Linked DNA regions of Drosophila melanogaster: region 2 is linked to region 1. The links are chromatin contacts, called in public Hi-C maps. All regions are on one chromosome and are shown on one strand. The core of a region is the stretch at or near the end of the contact, and the rest is flanking DNA. Distances in the headings are between cores, read along the strand shown.

Region 1 (7,390 bases), core at 4,681-7,180:
GATTTGCATAAAACGCTAAAACTGAAGCTGAAACAAATAAACATTAAGCGCATTTCTGAGAAAACAACAATAAATATAATCATTGCATTTAGTACTAGCTTAGCTGATTTTTCAATTAGTCTCGGAATCGAACGACTTCTTAAAACCCTTAATCTAAATCTCCGATCTTTTTGAGTATTTTTATTAAACTGGCGAAACCTGGCTTACAACATTCTTATCGGGTCTTTTGATTAGCACTTATGCCTCGTTTCAGACACCATTTATAGATATCCACAATTCTAGAGTAAATGACCCGAAAACCCGAAAATTCAAACCAAAACATGCAAAATTTACATAAATAACGACCTGATTTGCCTTGACTTTAATCATCGAAAGTTGAAGTTTATTTGCATTTAAGCAAGAATCCGATTGCATATAAGTTTGATTATATGATAGCCACATTTCCGCTTTTAGTCCTGAGATCAAGCAGATTTTATAGTGTGGCGCTCAAATTCGATGTTTGTTAACAAAAGAAGTCTGCTATGCACATATACTTGATGTTAACTAAAACTGATTATCACCAATAAAATGTCGCCTTATTTTTCTGGGTATTTCTAAACCTGCTGGACTCTTTTTTTATAGCCCAGTTTATTATTTCTTGAACGTTTATAGACCCAATATAAAAGCGCCTAATATGTGCTAAAAATTTGGATGCTGTTGATTAGCATCACACTGGATTCGCATCGATTGAGATAATCCATTTACCCTATTAAGTCAAGTGATAATTTGCATTTTGAATTTAAATATCAAAATAATTTTATTGCGTTTAGTTTCGTTGTTCAATATTCATTATTTGTATGCATGAAAAACTATATATGTGTGTATGTGCCACGGAGACTCACAAACAGCTAGGCAATTTTTATTCTGAAAATAACACGGCAAAGAAAAAGTGTTCTCACTGTTAAAATTCGATTTTCGTCCTTCGAATTCGCTTTTTGTACCTTTGCCCATTCGAATATATACTTTCTAAGACATAGATGGCGCTTTAAATTCGGGGAAATTAATATGGGTTTTAGTGAAGACTTTTTCAAAGGATGCAACAACTTCGATGGCTGTTAAACAGAAAAAGCACCATGACACTGAGAGCCAAAAGAGCAGTTTACGTCCACTGCGTAGCCCCGATCTGGCTGTACGGAATACAGATCTGGGGTATTGCAGCAAAATCCAACTACAACCGCATTCAGGTATTGCAAAATCGTGCCATGCGTGCAATTACAGACTGCCCATACTATGTACGTGGCACTACCCTTCACCGTGATCTGAATCTTCATACAGTGGAAGAGCAGATCTCCAGGCACACCAGCAGATATAGTGATAGACTAAGACGACACCACAGTATACTTGCTAGACGCTTACTCCCTGCTAGGCCTCTAAGGAGATTAAAAAGGAAGGGTTTCGCCAAAACACTTGGACAACCCTAAAGACCCCCTCGAAATATGAGACATAGTTGTAAGTCCTCACATGATTAGTGAGAGGTTTGGTTTTATCTTTTATATGTTAATTGCGCTGTTATGTTACTGTTACTGCATTGTATTGATTCATCGCTTCTAAATAAATAAATATATATAAAAAAGTGAAGACTTTTATGTGATATATATTAGAAGGCATATAAAAGTATGCAACAAAAAGATTGTTTTCGAAACTTACTTGAGCCCACAACAGATGGCGCCAAAAAATGGTTCGAGAATTAGCTAATGAGCTCTTACATCTTAAAGATGAAATTTTGTATGCGGCCTAATTTATTAATTTTTGAATTGTAATTTCCAGTAAGCTTCAAAATTAAATGTTTTGTTATTCTCCTTTAAAAGCAAAATGGCAACACCCAACATCCTTAGAAAATAGGATGGCAGCTCCCGGAATGGGAAAATATCAGGGTTGGCAACTGCGGAAATTGGCGCCGAAAATATGTTCTTTTCAAATTGTTACTTAAAATAATTTGTGTGATTAATTAATATGTATGTAGTTAATTACCGAAGAAATTTCTTTATATTATTTAAATTGCTATAGAATTTGGATGTATTTTAGTAACCGAAGATATAATAATTGAACTTTCTACGCAATGTTTGTCTTTTTATAAATAATTTGTGTTTATTTCTATTTATATTCATGTATATTATAGTTTCCCTTCTATGCGCTATGCAACTACTTTTACTGTGCCACTACTTAGAGCCTAATTAAACGTGATTATTGTGTCCTTTGAGGTAATATTGATGCACGCCATCCCAAGTTGAGGATGGCTAGTTGGCGTACTTGAGTCCCTCGTAGTATCCACCGCCCCCATTCAGAGCCACCATCATGGGGGGCGGGCTGATGGGCGGCAGGTAGGCCGGCTTGCGATCAATGGGCGAATGATCGATCCCATGGCTGCCACCGGACTGCGATGGTGGTGGCGTCGTGGATGATGTGCCGTGATTCTGGTGCATGGATCCGTGGCCCTGATGGCTGTGGCTGGGGTGGCTCGCATGGTGCTGATGGTGATGGTGGTGCGCCTGTGCTTGGGCCTGAGCCTGGGCATGCTGGATGCTGGACAATCCGGGCAGCTGCTGCAGCGAAATCGAACGGAGGCCTACGGACGGATTCAATTTAGAGAGGAAAAGCGATTAAACTGGCTGTTCGCGTTTTATGGACAAGCGCTAAAATTCACACTGCGCCGCGACGTCGGCGGCAACTATTAAAAGAGAGAGAGTTAAAAACGGAGTCGATCGAGTGCGGCATAGATTACCATATGTTGGTGCTACACCCGCCGCCCCCGCCCACTGTCCTTCGTAATTCGAGATGTGAAACGTCAGCAATTAAATTACCCTGATTGACGCGAACACCCAGGAACATTGTGATCCCCCTTCACAAAGTCGCCCGGCACCCTTCAAGTGGCTGCACTGCGAGAAATACTGGGTCATCTATCTACTTGAAATTTAATAAATTAAGGGCTTAACTTCCCTAAGAGCAGATTTAGATAGAACTAGATACATATTCACATCGGACTTTTCCCTATGATTTTGAATTTTTGTGATTTCTTTGAATCTATGTATACACCCCACCCACAATTTCTCGCTGTGTAGCTCAACCCTCGTCGCTTTCTCGAGCTGCTCACTTACCGTTGTCCAGGCTGCCGGCACTTGTTGCATAGGAATAGCCAGCGGCCACGAGACTCGCGGTTGGCGCATAATCGCTTTGAAGCGTCGCCGCCGCTCCCAGTGGCGAACTTGAGGATGATGCCGATGGGGCCATTCCCAGTGCGGAGTGGGCCAGCGGGGGCGTGGTAGCCGAGCCATTCACATTGCCTCCGGCTGCCAGGCAGGATATGTTCGTATACTGGGGCAGGGGACCCACGCCCATGCCCACGCCCACCGACGACGAGCCACTGTGGGCGGCATGGGCGTTCCAGGGATCGGCGAATCCTTGACCACCAGCCGGCGAGACGCCAGTGGCTCCAGCTGCACTGTAATCGTAGCTAGCAAAGGCAGGCGAGGCGTAATAGTTGCCATTGTCCTGGTGGGCAAAGAGAGAAGTACTATAGATATTATATGATCTTAAGTTGTTATGAAATCGATGGAGCTTACCATTCCCGCATCGCCATAGCCGCTGGCGTAGTATCCATTGGCATGGCCGGCATACGGCTTCACCTTGATCTTGGAGCGATAGCCACGCGGCCGGCGCCTCAGGCTGCCCTCGTCCTCGAAGAGATGAGCCGAGTTCTCGTCAATGGTCCAGTAGTTGCCCTTGCCCGGCTTGCCCACGCCCATGCCCTTTGGCAGCTTCTTGAAGCACTCGTTCAGGCTGAGATTGTGGCGCACCGAGTTCTTCCAGCCCACGTAGGGTCCTCGAAAGAATTCGTAGCTGCAATGATAAATATGAGTTTAACAACTGAGTTTCTAACACTCGCATAACTGCTTATACTTAATATCATGAATTCAAGATGTTCTTAAGGGCACATTATTATGTTTGTCTTTTGCATTGGAGCTTAAAAGCCAGCGAAAATTGATAATCAAGCGTTTATTTATTTTACTGAGCCTGTGAGGCTCAATTAAAATTTTTTTTTTTTTTTTATTTCGGTGGGATCAGAGTGTGGTGTCAAACAAACAAACGATGTCAGCTTAAAAGCCTCTCACGCATTTGGAATCCCCACCAGCCCCGGCTCTGTCCCTTCAACGCTCAAGTGGATTGGATCTCCGTCTCGTCGCCGAAATCGAAATCCAAACAAGCGTCGCGAAATATGAGACATTCTGAAGGATGCGCAAGTCGAGTTGGCCAAATAGAATCGGATGCCCATACAAAAAAAGGGCCAGCGACACATTTTTGCAGTTGTAGCGACCGATACGGATCGGTATTACTGGTATTAATAACCGTATGGGCCGTAGTGTCGATATCGCCAATTGGCTCCGCCTGAGATGCCGCCACCACTCTGGAGATCGTGTTAATCGAAGCGAAAGCGATGCGATTTTAAAGAAACTATTACTCTTTAAAACTGTGTAACTACAACTAAACATAAACAATACTGCAACTTTACTGGTACTGAACTTTAAAAGGAATTTGCTCCTGGTACCTATTTGATATTTATTAAACTGCAAGTTACCATTTCAATATTTCAGATATTTTCTAGACTCAATTTTTAACTGTTACTGTTTCCCCATCAATGCCTTACAATAGTTACCTCTTCTGCAAGTAGGCGTAGATCTCGGAGAGCGTTAGCTTTCCAGTTGGTGATTCCTTGATCGCATGCCCAATCATATTGATATAGCTGAGTGCTGGTTTCTCTGGCCGCCGGGTACCAGACTTCTTGGTGGTATCCGGAGTGCTCGGCGCATCCTGCTGACTGGAACCACCTGTACCAACCACCGCTGAGCCCGAAACCTTGTTCTCCAGATGATTCTGACTGGGCGGCGAGGATTCGGAACCGTTGAGCGACTTGGCAGGCGAGGAACTCGAGCTGGAGTAGTTTAGCACGGGCATGCCGTGCGCATTGCTGATCACCTGCGACGGCGATGTGGAAATGCGCGACATGTAGCCACCGCCTGGTGAATGCTGGAGCTGCTGGGCTGGCAACTGCTGCGGCTGCTGTTGCCCCGCCTGCTCCTGGCTGGTCAGCAATTGGTAGTCGTTCGCACTGAGTATGGTGTTGTTGGAGCAGTACTTAATGGTGGACGCGTACTGATGGTTGAGTGGCTGCAGCTGCACCTGCAATGGCTGCACCTTGGCGGTTGATGTGCTGGAGCTCGCATACTGCAAATCCTGCGGCAGATCCGTGGGCGTCTTCGAATTCGATTGCGGAGAAGCGGATCCAGCCGAATGGGCAGTCATTAGAACCCCGTACGGTGGTATGGGACTGGAGGATGCCGGCGGTGTACCCATGCTGTGCAGCGCACTTAGGCTATAATGTTGTGCTGCCGAAACGGGCGTGGCAGTGGGCGTAGCGTCCATATAATGCTTTAGCTCCATATACCCGATGTTCGGTTTCTCATCGATCAGCTCCGTGGGTGATTCTCCGCCACCCATTGCCTGGTAATTGCCACCGGTTAACAGATTCCCAGCTCTATATGGATGTCCAGTGTGGGTGTGTTGATGTGGGTGGGAGTGTGCATGTGGGTGGCTGAAAGGGGGATGGGCGCGGGGATCGTGGTAGTAGCCACCCAGCTGATCCATGGTCATAACCGAACGATCGGAGGCTTCTTCACTTTTAATCATTTTCACTGGGCTTTTCGGTTTCAAACACCGTGCGTTGTTTCAAAAATATTTTAAAAATATTTTTGGTTTTTTTTTTATCAATATTTCTCTTTGAAATAATTTTCACTATAATTTCGAATCGAAAGTACGCGCAATTCTTTCCGGCGGAGTGGGATTTTCTTTAACCACTGAAAGTACCGCACCGCTTGGCTATTCTCACTCAACTGAAACGGATGGCATATCGCTCCCGCTACTGGCACCACGATCCCATTCGATGCGATCCACTTGAGTTGCCATCGGCCGGAATTCTTTTTTTAGTACGCCCACGCCTTACGCAAATCGCTCGATTCTCTCTCTATTTCTCTCTCGGATTCCCCATATGTACCGTATGTATAGGTTCGGGCAATGCCGCCAATTGGCTCGTTTTCCCGGGGTTTTCCTCTCGGAGCAAAACGCAAAATATATAGAATTCAGGTCTGTGACTTGGGGACTGCGGTTATTGGAGTACGTTTAGATGGCGAAACTTCAGTATGCCAGGTATCTAAGAAACCCAAACGGAACTCAAGGGAAAATCGAGATCTATAAGATGGTATCAAAGAAAATAAAATGTAATGCGTGCTTGAATTTTCTTTGAATTAAAAAATAATATATAATGAAGAAAAGTATGAAAGTTTAAAATAATTATATTAATAATACCACATAAGATGAGGCTTGAATTACAATTGGGATCTATTTTGCACTTAGTCATTTCAGTCCGACTTTAGTTAGCTAAACTGCTAATTTCATAAACATGGCATCTGTGTTTAGTCGCAAAATTGGTTCAAAAGCGTATTTAAATCAATTCTGACCCCAAAAATCGCGAACGGAACCCACACACATTACTGACTCATTATCGCTATTGTTTCCGATGCGAATTCGGATTGAATTTGGATGCACCTCCCCGCTGGGAGTGTCTACCTTCAGCCACCGCCCCTCTGGCCAGTCAACAGTTAATAAATAGTCAAAGAACAGAGAAAGATCCTCGAAGATCGAACCCCGCAATTAGGCACAAATGAATTAACGTATTCGGCGGAAAAAAAGGAAGCTGCCGTTGCTGCTGTTGGCGGCATTCGGATTTCGAAACGAGCTGTTAATTGATTTAGTCGTTGCCTGGCACGGATCCGGACCAAGATCGGGCATGGGAATGGGTACGGGTATGGGTATGTGAATCCAGGGGGAGATGGGTAGGTGGCTGGAGCGGAACACCGCCGGAGAGCGGAACGTTTAGCAGCAACGCTGAGTGCCGCCATTGCTGTCAGCACTACGCCGACTCGTTGGCAGCAAGACGACCGTGACGGTGATGGAAACATGGGCGTCGAAGGGGGGGTATTATTAGTTAAAATAAATAAACATAGATAAAGCTAGAATTATAAATGAATTTTTAAGCCAATTTGTTAAACATACATACTATGTAAAACTGAGATTCAAAATAATTAAATTTTTTTTAAACAAAGATGCTTCACTTGAGTACTAAAGCATACAAAACTAGAATATCTTTCATTTCAGAAACTAAAAACTTTTTAGAGCTCATAATATATATTTCATTTCCTTTTCTAAGTTCCAACTGTTTATTTTTAATCGTTCCAATATCTCCATGTACAATCTCTAATTTCTCTTACCTAATCACTAGTAACTAATACTAAGATTAAGA
Region 2 (6,837 bases), core at 2,031-4,530, 2.1 Mb before region 1:
GCAATCCGGCAGCTCCACTGGGTCCATAGCTCAAGTGATGGCGGAGATACGGCGACATAGGATTGGCAACTGGATGAGTTGCTCCATAGTAAGCTGGCGAAACACTACCCGTTGAGTCCTGCTCAAAATCCTGGCGCTGGCGCTTCGCCTGCGGAGAATCGCAGCTGCTCACACTGGAGCCATCATCCTCCGACTCCAGCGTCGAGTTTCCGCTGCTGTTCAGCTTCCTTTTGCAGCGGGATTGACCCGACTCGCGGAAACCCTTAGCGAACGGATTGTTATCGATCTTCAATTTGGTGATGCGATCGTTCTGCAAGCATGAGAACAAATTTATAAATTAATTTAAGCACATAAATGATTAATTACTATCAGTTTTTATACAACAATGAATTCTTAAAACGAATTAGCTCTAAATGTATTACTTTTAACACTTGAATTTTCAATTAGATCGTAAAAAGGAACAATAAATAAATTTACGGCCTTATAAAAAAGATTTGCAGATTAAATAAATATGTAAAAAAACGCGTAGTTTTAAATCTAATTTAAATAGTATGAAAAACGATCTCTATTGTTTTTGTCTGGTCGAAATTTAAACTACGAGGCGTCAGTAAGTAGCCGTCGGCTGGGAGGGCACTTGAAAAGTTCCACTGTGATCCTCGTTAGGATCAAACTCAAGTGGCTGGCTAGGCGACAAATTTGAAAATGCCTCAATTAGGCGACGACCCCCGCAGAGTCTTTGTCCTGTCAGACATGTCCTCAATGGAGGACGGAAAGGATGTTGTCTTTAACCCACCTGATAGGCTGTGACAGCTACGAACTCCGTCTCCGGGAAAACGAACGCCTGCTGAGGAGCCCATGGAAGTTGGGTGAGCTCGCTGCTGCGGATGATGTGCAGGCGTGGCTGGTACTTATGCATGCTGGCCAAAACGATCTGGAAATGTTAATGGAAACTATAAGTAACCCATTCAAAAGATACACTATGAGCTCACTCAAACTTACATGTCCGCTGCTGTCCAGTGTATTGTTGGTCAGTTTGACCTTGTTGAAGAGCAATGCCTGGGATTGCCAATGGGCACCGGTCGCCGGACTGTCCGGATGCAGATACATGCGCTGCGGACTCTGGGGCTCGGCTCCTCCGGCCGGAACCCACTGGGAACCGGAGAACTTGTAGCGGCAATCGCCAATGGGCACCATCTCGAGGAGTACGCAATAGCTGGCCTCCTCCTCCAGTCCGCTGAGGGAAACTCGCATCGAGGGGAACATGCGTCTGTAAGGATGAAAAGAATAGGACTTGATTAAGTGGCCTGCCACGAACTGCATATAAATCAGGGAAGGAGCATCGCAAAAGAAGGCGTCGCCCGGGCATCTATTCTATTTTACTTCATATCGCCTGTGATTTGTTGCCCCGGCTAACAAGTGTGTAATTATGGACCGAAAAGTAGAGGGCAGCGGGGAGTCTGCGTAGCGCAACGCATCGATTTAAAAGGTAACGCAAACAGATCTTGCCAGCCCAAAACAATATGCCAACGGCACATGATTAATTGTGTGGATCGTTGGTTCATGGAGGAGCACGGGGAGCAACAGAGTGCTGGAGGAGCTGGGGCAATCTGGCGCCAAGCAATTAGACAAAATCTGGGAGTCGCCCTAACGGCTTCCAAGCGTCGAATGCATGTCTAATGAGCCGAGAAAGTGACTGTTATCGCGGATTAAACAGCACAGAAAAATAATATTTCTACTGGATATTAATCATTTTCAATAAAATATTACGAAATATATATATATATAACAAATATATATTTATGTTCAAGATCTCTTGATTTCTATGATGCCCAGCCATATTCTAAGCCTTGGCCAAAAATAATGCTTGTAGTTGCACGATTTCTTTCCGTGTACATTTGCAACTTAAACTTCGAGTTCAGATCATAATTATGTAAATTTGTCTCGGCTCCCGCTCGGTAGTCGCTGTTCGATAGTTCCCCTATCTGAGATACGCTAGGGTCTGGTCTCATCGCTTTGGAGAAGGGTCACGGACAGGGCATGGAATGGTATGGTATGGTATGGTATGGTGGTATTGTGGGCAAAGTGTGAAAAGCGCAGGTAGATCGACCAAACCCGATTGTCAACGCCGAAACCGAGAGAAGAAAGATTTTTATGATCGGACCGGCGCCAGGGCGGCGTCTTGCTCTTGTGTTCTCCTCCGCCGACTACACTGCACTTGTTGTCACTCCGAGCGAGAGCTCCTGCTGCGTTTTGAGTTATGGCCAGGCGCCACATTAGGCCCGGGAAATCGAAAGGTTCAGGGTATAGGCATACTCGTACTCGTATGAGATAGGAATTGGGAAAGTTGGCCCTGGTACAGGAGCAAATATTTACATAGGCCGTGCGACGCACTTGACTTTTGGAAAAACTCGGGCTATTTGCATAGGATAATGGGTTCGCGGGAAAATGAAACTTACCGGCCGCTCTTTGTGATGATCATCTCGGTGCCGATTTTATGGAACTGTTGCCACAAATCGTTGTTCTCCAACTTGGCCTCCACGCCGGGCAGGGTGGGACGACTGGGCAGCATCATGTGCGGCTGCTGGTGGGGCATGTTGAAAGGTAACATCGATGGAAAGGGATCTGGAAGAAGCGGTTTGGTTAGTTCATTAGCATGGGTTTGCAATGGACCTCTTCAGGGAGGTGGGTGTTGCAGAAATCATATTTCTAAGTTAGCTGGAATTTCGCTATCTATTGTATTTTATCGGAATATAATACCTATTAAGATATGTTCAATCAAAGATTGAAAATAAAGGCAATGCAGTTATGACCACAATTTCTAGTTATAATGATAAGTTAAATTGAAGTAGAATATTTATTGCTCATAAAATCCGAAGCACTAATAATAATCACAATATTAAAACACTTTTAAGTACGCTCTTTTGGGTTGCATATATTTTCTCATATTTTTTAGTTTGAAAATCGCGAAACCATTTGCCGACGGCATTCGATCAACACCCATAGACCTTATGTCTAGAAACGCACCTGGAATCCGCTGCATGATCTGCTGGCGGTAGATCTCGTGGGCCAGCTGCTGCTGCATCCGCATATCCATTAGCTCTTGCATGGAAAGCATTTCGAAGCACTTGCACGGTGTATAGCACTTGGTAAAATGTCTTAGTACGTTCTGATAATAACTGGTAGTTTGGAATTCTTCACTGTTATTCACTCGCTCGTAACTGAAGATGCGCTCTGAGGTTCTTTCACGCTCGACGTTTCGCAACGAACTGATCTCGAGTAGCTCCGCTCGAGTGCTAACTCGCCGTGGGTCGCAGCCAGTTTTTCCCGATGCCAAGCAGGTAGCAGCTACGCTTGGAAAACCGGTTCTCCGTGGGCAGCGCCTGTGATTGGCTGGCGGAAGACGCCTACGCTATGTGGGTACTAGTGTTGTCCCACTCTGGCGAAGATCGGTGGATCGACGGTGGGCGCCATTTTGTGAGCAGCGGAGGAGCGGGAAAAGCGAACTGCGTGCAGCCGAGTGGCGAAGTTAACGCTTAGCCCTGTTGATTTTCATCAGCCGCAGTGTTTTTCTGCGCCACTGCCTTCAAGCCGCATTCCCTGTCTCCCTCTCGATCACTGTCAGTTAGGAGACTTGGATATATGTATGCATGTATGTATATGGATGTGGATTTAGCCGGGCTATGGCGTTGCTTGTAATTCAGAAGTGAGATTTTCCACAGCGCGCCTGTCTGCTGTCTTCAGCTGCCGTTGCCTTTTCTTCTCCTCTCGGTTTATTCTTTTTTTTTCTTGTGTGTCTGTTTCGTTTTTATGTTTTTTTGTTGGTTTTGGCGCTGTCGGAAAATGTCCGTTGCCATTTCCATTGCAGCCGTCTTCCGTTTGGGCGCTGTCCCTCCGTCGTTTGCCATGCCCCCGTGTAATTAGCTGGGTTCCCTATCTTCGACATTGTCTGGCATTTCTCGGGTATTTATGTACTTTGCTGCAGACAGGTGAAACATAAATTTTGTTGGCTTTGTTAATTGCCCGTTTTGGAATTTCGATATGCTATGCCCTCGCTATTGATTTGCCCAAAAAAAAAAAAAACTGAGAAATGGAAAATCGAAATTCATATAGTTTTTGGGCTCTGGCTCGAGGGCCTATTGATTAGTGCTTGTCAGCATTGGAAATTGAGGGCTTAAGTGCCTGCGGGTGGAAGTAGATTGAAATGCACATTCCTATATTCACAGGAAGTATTATAATTGATACTTAGTGAGCCATTGATCATTTAAAACACATTGGACTGAAATACGTTAACGAATAGCTATATTATTCTAAAATATATTAAGACTTACTTACTTACTTAACTTAACTTATTCATCAACGCAAATTGAAAACATGCAATGATTTGTAATTTAAAGAAAAAGGAATAACTTAAATCCAATTTATTTGAAACACCATTTTTATAGAACTTAATTTTTAAATGGTTCTTTATCATTTCCCTTATTTCTTGTGGTCTGAACAAATTTTTGTATTTGGATAAAATAGAAACAATAACTCTGTGAAGATTTATTTGCGATTTTTAGTACTATTACTTTTACTTTAATTACTACTTTAATCAGTTGAACTAATTATAGAATTTGATTAGTTATCTATCGATTTTCTTTCAGGACAAGCTACATACAATTTGGTTCAAATGCCATTGATCTTGAACTTGATTCAACTCATAAGTGCATTCATCAGACAAATCTGTCGACAGACATGCGTTTATTTCCTTGACTCGTCGCCAGCAAATAATTTCAAGCTTGAGTTCGCATTCAGTGGACTAGAAAGAAAGTCAATGTCGAAGAGCCTCTATTAAATTAGCATTTCGCTGTCGCCCTGGCACGCTCTTCCGAGTAATGCCCATTCCCATGTCCCAGTCTCCACTGCAACTCCGGATCCGGACGAGACGGCATATCTCCGGTGCTTGGCCAGCTGATGATGATGACTGGAGATTTCTGGCAGCGAACGGCGCCAGAGAATCGTAAAATATTTTTATACAAATATCGCAGCAGTTAGAACAAAAGATTTGATTTGAAAATGTAACGCTTCACGCCTGCAAAAATACCGACAAAGAAATGTCACACAAAAGACAGTGGGATGCAAGCAGATCTCTGTTCAGATACACTAGGTGGACCTTCGGATAAATCAGGTGTAATTGCGTCATGCGGGTGCATGGTAAACTAGATCGACAGTAAACCTAATCGAGACAGAGACACATAAGTTGACGCGACATCGGCACAGCCCATAAAGTGACCACGCTCCTTGGATTCCAAGGATTCCCAGGACAGGTCGTTTTGCGGTGTGTCTCGCCTTGCTGGGTGTGAAGTGTCCCGTGGGCGGCGGTGTCTTTAGTTGCTCAAGATGCATGTACCTGAGCACAGTCGTCTGTCGCCAATTGAAGTAATAATTTTCTATTGTCCTTCGTCGCGCCTTCCTCCATAAAGCAAATGTACTTCAGAGCACTGAGAAGGACGCGACAAGTGGCTGGCTCTGGGTACTCTGTTCGGTTCAAGTAGCCAAGTGGCGCCAGACGATCCAAGTCCCTCGGCCAGAGGACATCTTTGTGAGTCCGCTATCTGCCGCCTTGGATCTGCAGATGCTGAACGGTAGCGGTCAAGCTGCCAGAGGTTGACAACGACATATGTTCGTGCTGGATAAGATTGGGCCAGAGAAGATTAGCTGCCGGGGAGAAGGGATTTGGATTGGGTATACGGGTGGACGGAAGCTCTCGAACAACCCACACAATCTCTTAGGCAAAAGGTAATTAACATATAACCCGCCCATCAAAATGACCAGCCATATTCATATATTAAAAGACCATCAGCTTATAAATGTCCATAATCATTGAGACAGGTTACATTTCCCCAGTTCGACAGATCAATAAATCATGGACAACCCTAATTAACCAGTTCGTGGCCACGAAAACCCGTGTGTCACCTGCCTGGATGCTCGAAAGATCAGATGATCGTGAGCTGCCAAAACTACAAGTTACACATAATTTACCACGGACAAAAGGCAAATGTCATAAAATAATATAAATGATATAAACGACACTGTCTGCGCCTAATAAGACAGGGCGTGGCCAAGTCCAGAATCCATAGTCCTGGGAAAACGGCATGGGCATCAAGATGCAAACTACACGATAAAGTTAGCTGGTTAGGCGCCTGCAACTAAATGCTAAACGAGTTAACCCGCTGATAGAGATCTTCACTGTTTTTTTTTTATCCCCAGGTTTTTTTTCTTGGTTTTTGGTAGATACTAAGCCGGTGCTCAAGGTGCGTCGAGAGCATCATTAAGGCAGGAAGGCAAAGGTAACTACGGGACGGGAGTCCAGACCACAAGCAACGATGATTTAATTTTCCAACACGCTTTCTACCACGCCAGCATAAAGCATCGTTGAATCTCAAAATCTGGGGTTTTGAATTTGGATTTTTCTCGTTTTTTTTTTTTTTTGCTTTTTGGTATTCCATGGATGATCGATGGCCTGTCGTTGAGATGATCACTTTCTGTAGCTGCCTAGCGGCTACTAGTTGAGATACTTAACGACGATCCAAGAGGGCGCCACTCGGGCCTTATAATTTGTTAAGATGTTTGGATCGATGGATGGATGGATCGATCGATGGATGATTGGGGATGCCTGGATTGATTGCCCTTTCTCTGCATAATATTTATGTATGTATATTTCTCACGCGGCGCGAGAGAGCCGCATTCTCGTATGCATTTTGGGCGACCGAAAGTGCTTTTCTGGGCTACCGATAATCGCGGCGATCATCTGCAGTAGGAGACGCCATCATCGCCTTATCAGCGACTCGGCATCTG

Evidence for each region. A called contact is a pair of places that touch in the nucleus more often than the background predicts.
Region 2: a contact with region 1 is called in a Hi-C map of the Kc167 cell line, with 2.4 times the contacts expected there. A contact is called at or near these places in 6 of 107 Hi-C or Micro-C datasets (the Kc167 cell line, cellular blastoderm embryo, embryo and 1 more).

What each region holds. Positions count from the first base shown.
Region 1 is chr3L:6,989,162-6,996,551 of dm6, reverse strand. It overlaps bin (biniou), which reads right to left and starts at 5,930. Exons shown (of 4, transcript NM_079226.3): 1 at 4,691-5,930; 2 at 3,600-3,876; 3 at 3,135-3,528; 4 at 2,105-2,605. The coding sequence starts at 5,721. The coding sequence ends at 2,277.
Region 2 is chr3L:9,037,818-9,044,654 of dm6, reverse strand. Doc1 (Dorsocross1) reads right to left here and starts at 3,280. Exons shown (of 5, transcript NM_140026.3): 1 at 3,025-3,280; 2 at 2,457-2,622; 3 at 1,000-1,267; 4 at 794-931; 5 at 1-310. The coding sequence starts at 3,115. lncRNA:CR46451 (long non-coding RNA:CR46451) reads left to right here and starts at 3,726. Exons shown (of 5, transcript NR_167838.1): 1 at 3,726-3,986; 2 at 4,644-5,778; 3 at 5,872-6,173; 4 at 6,250-6,690.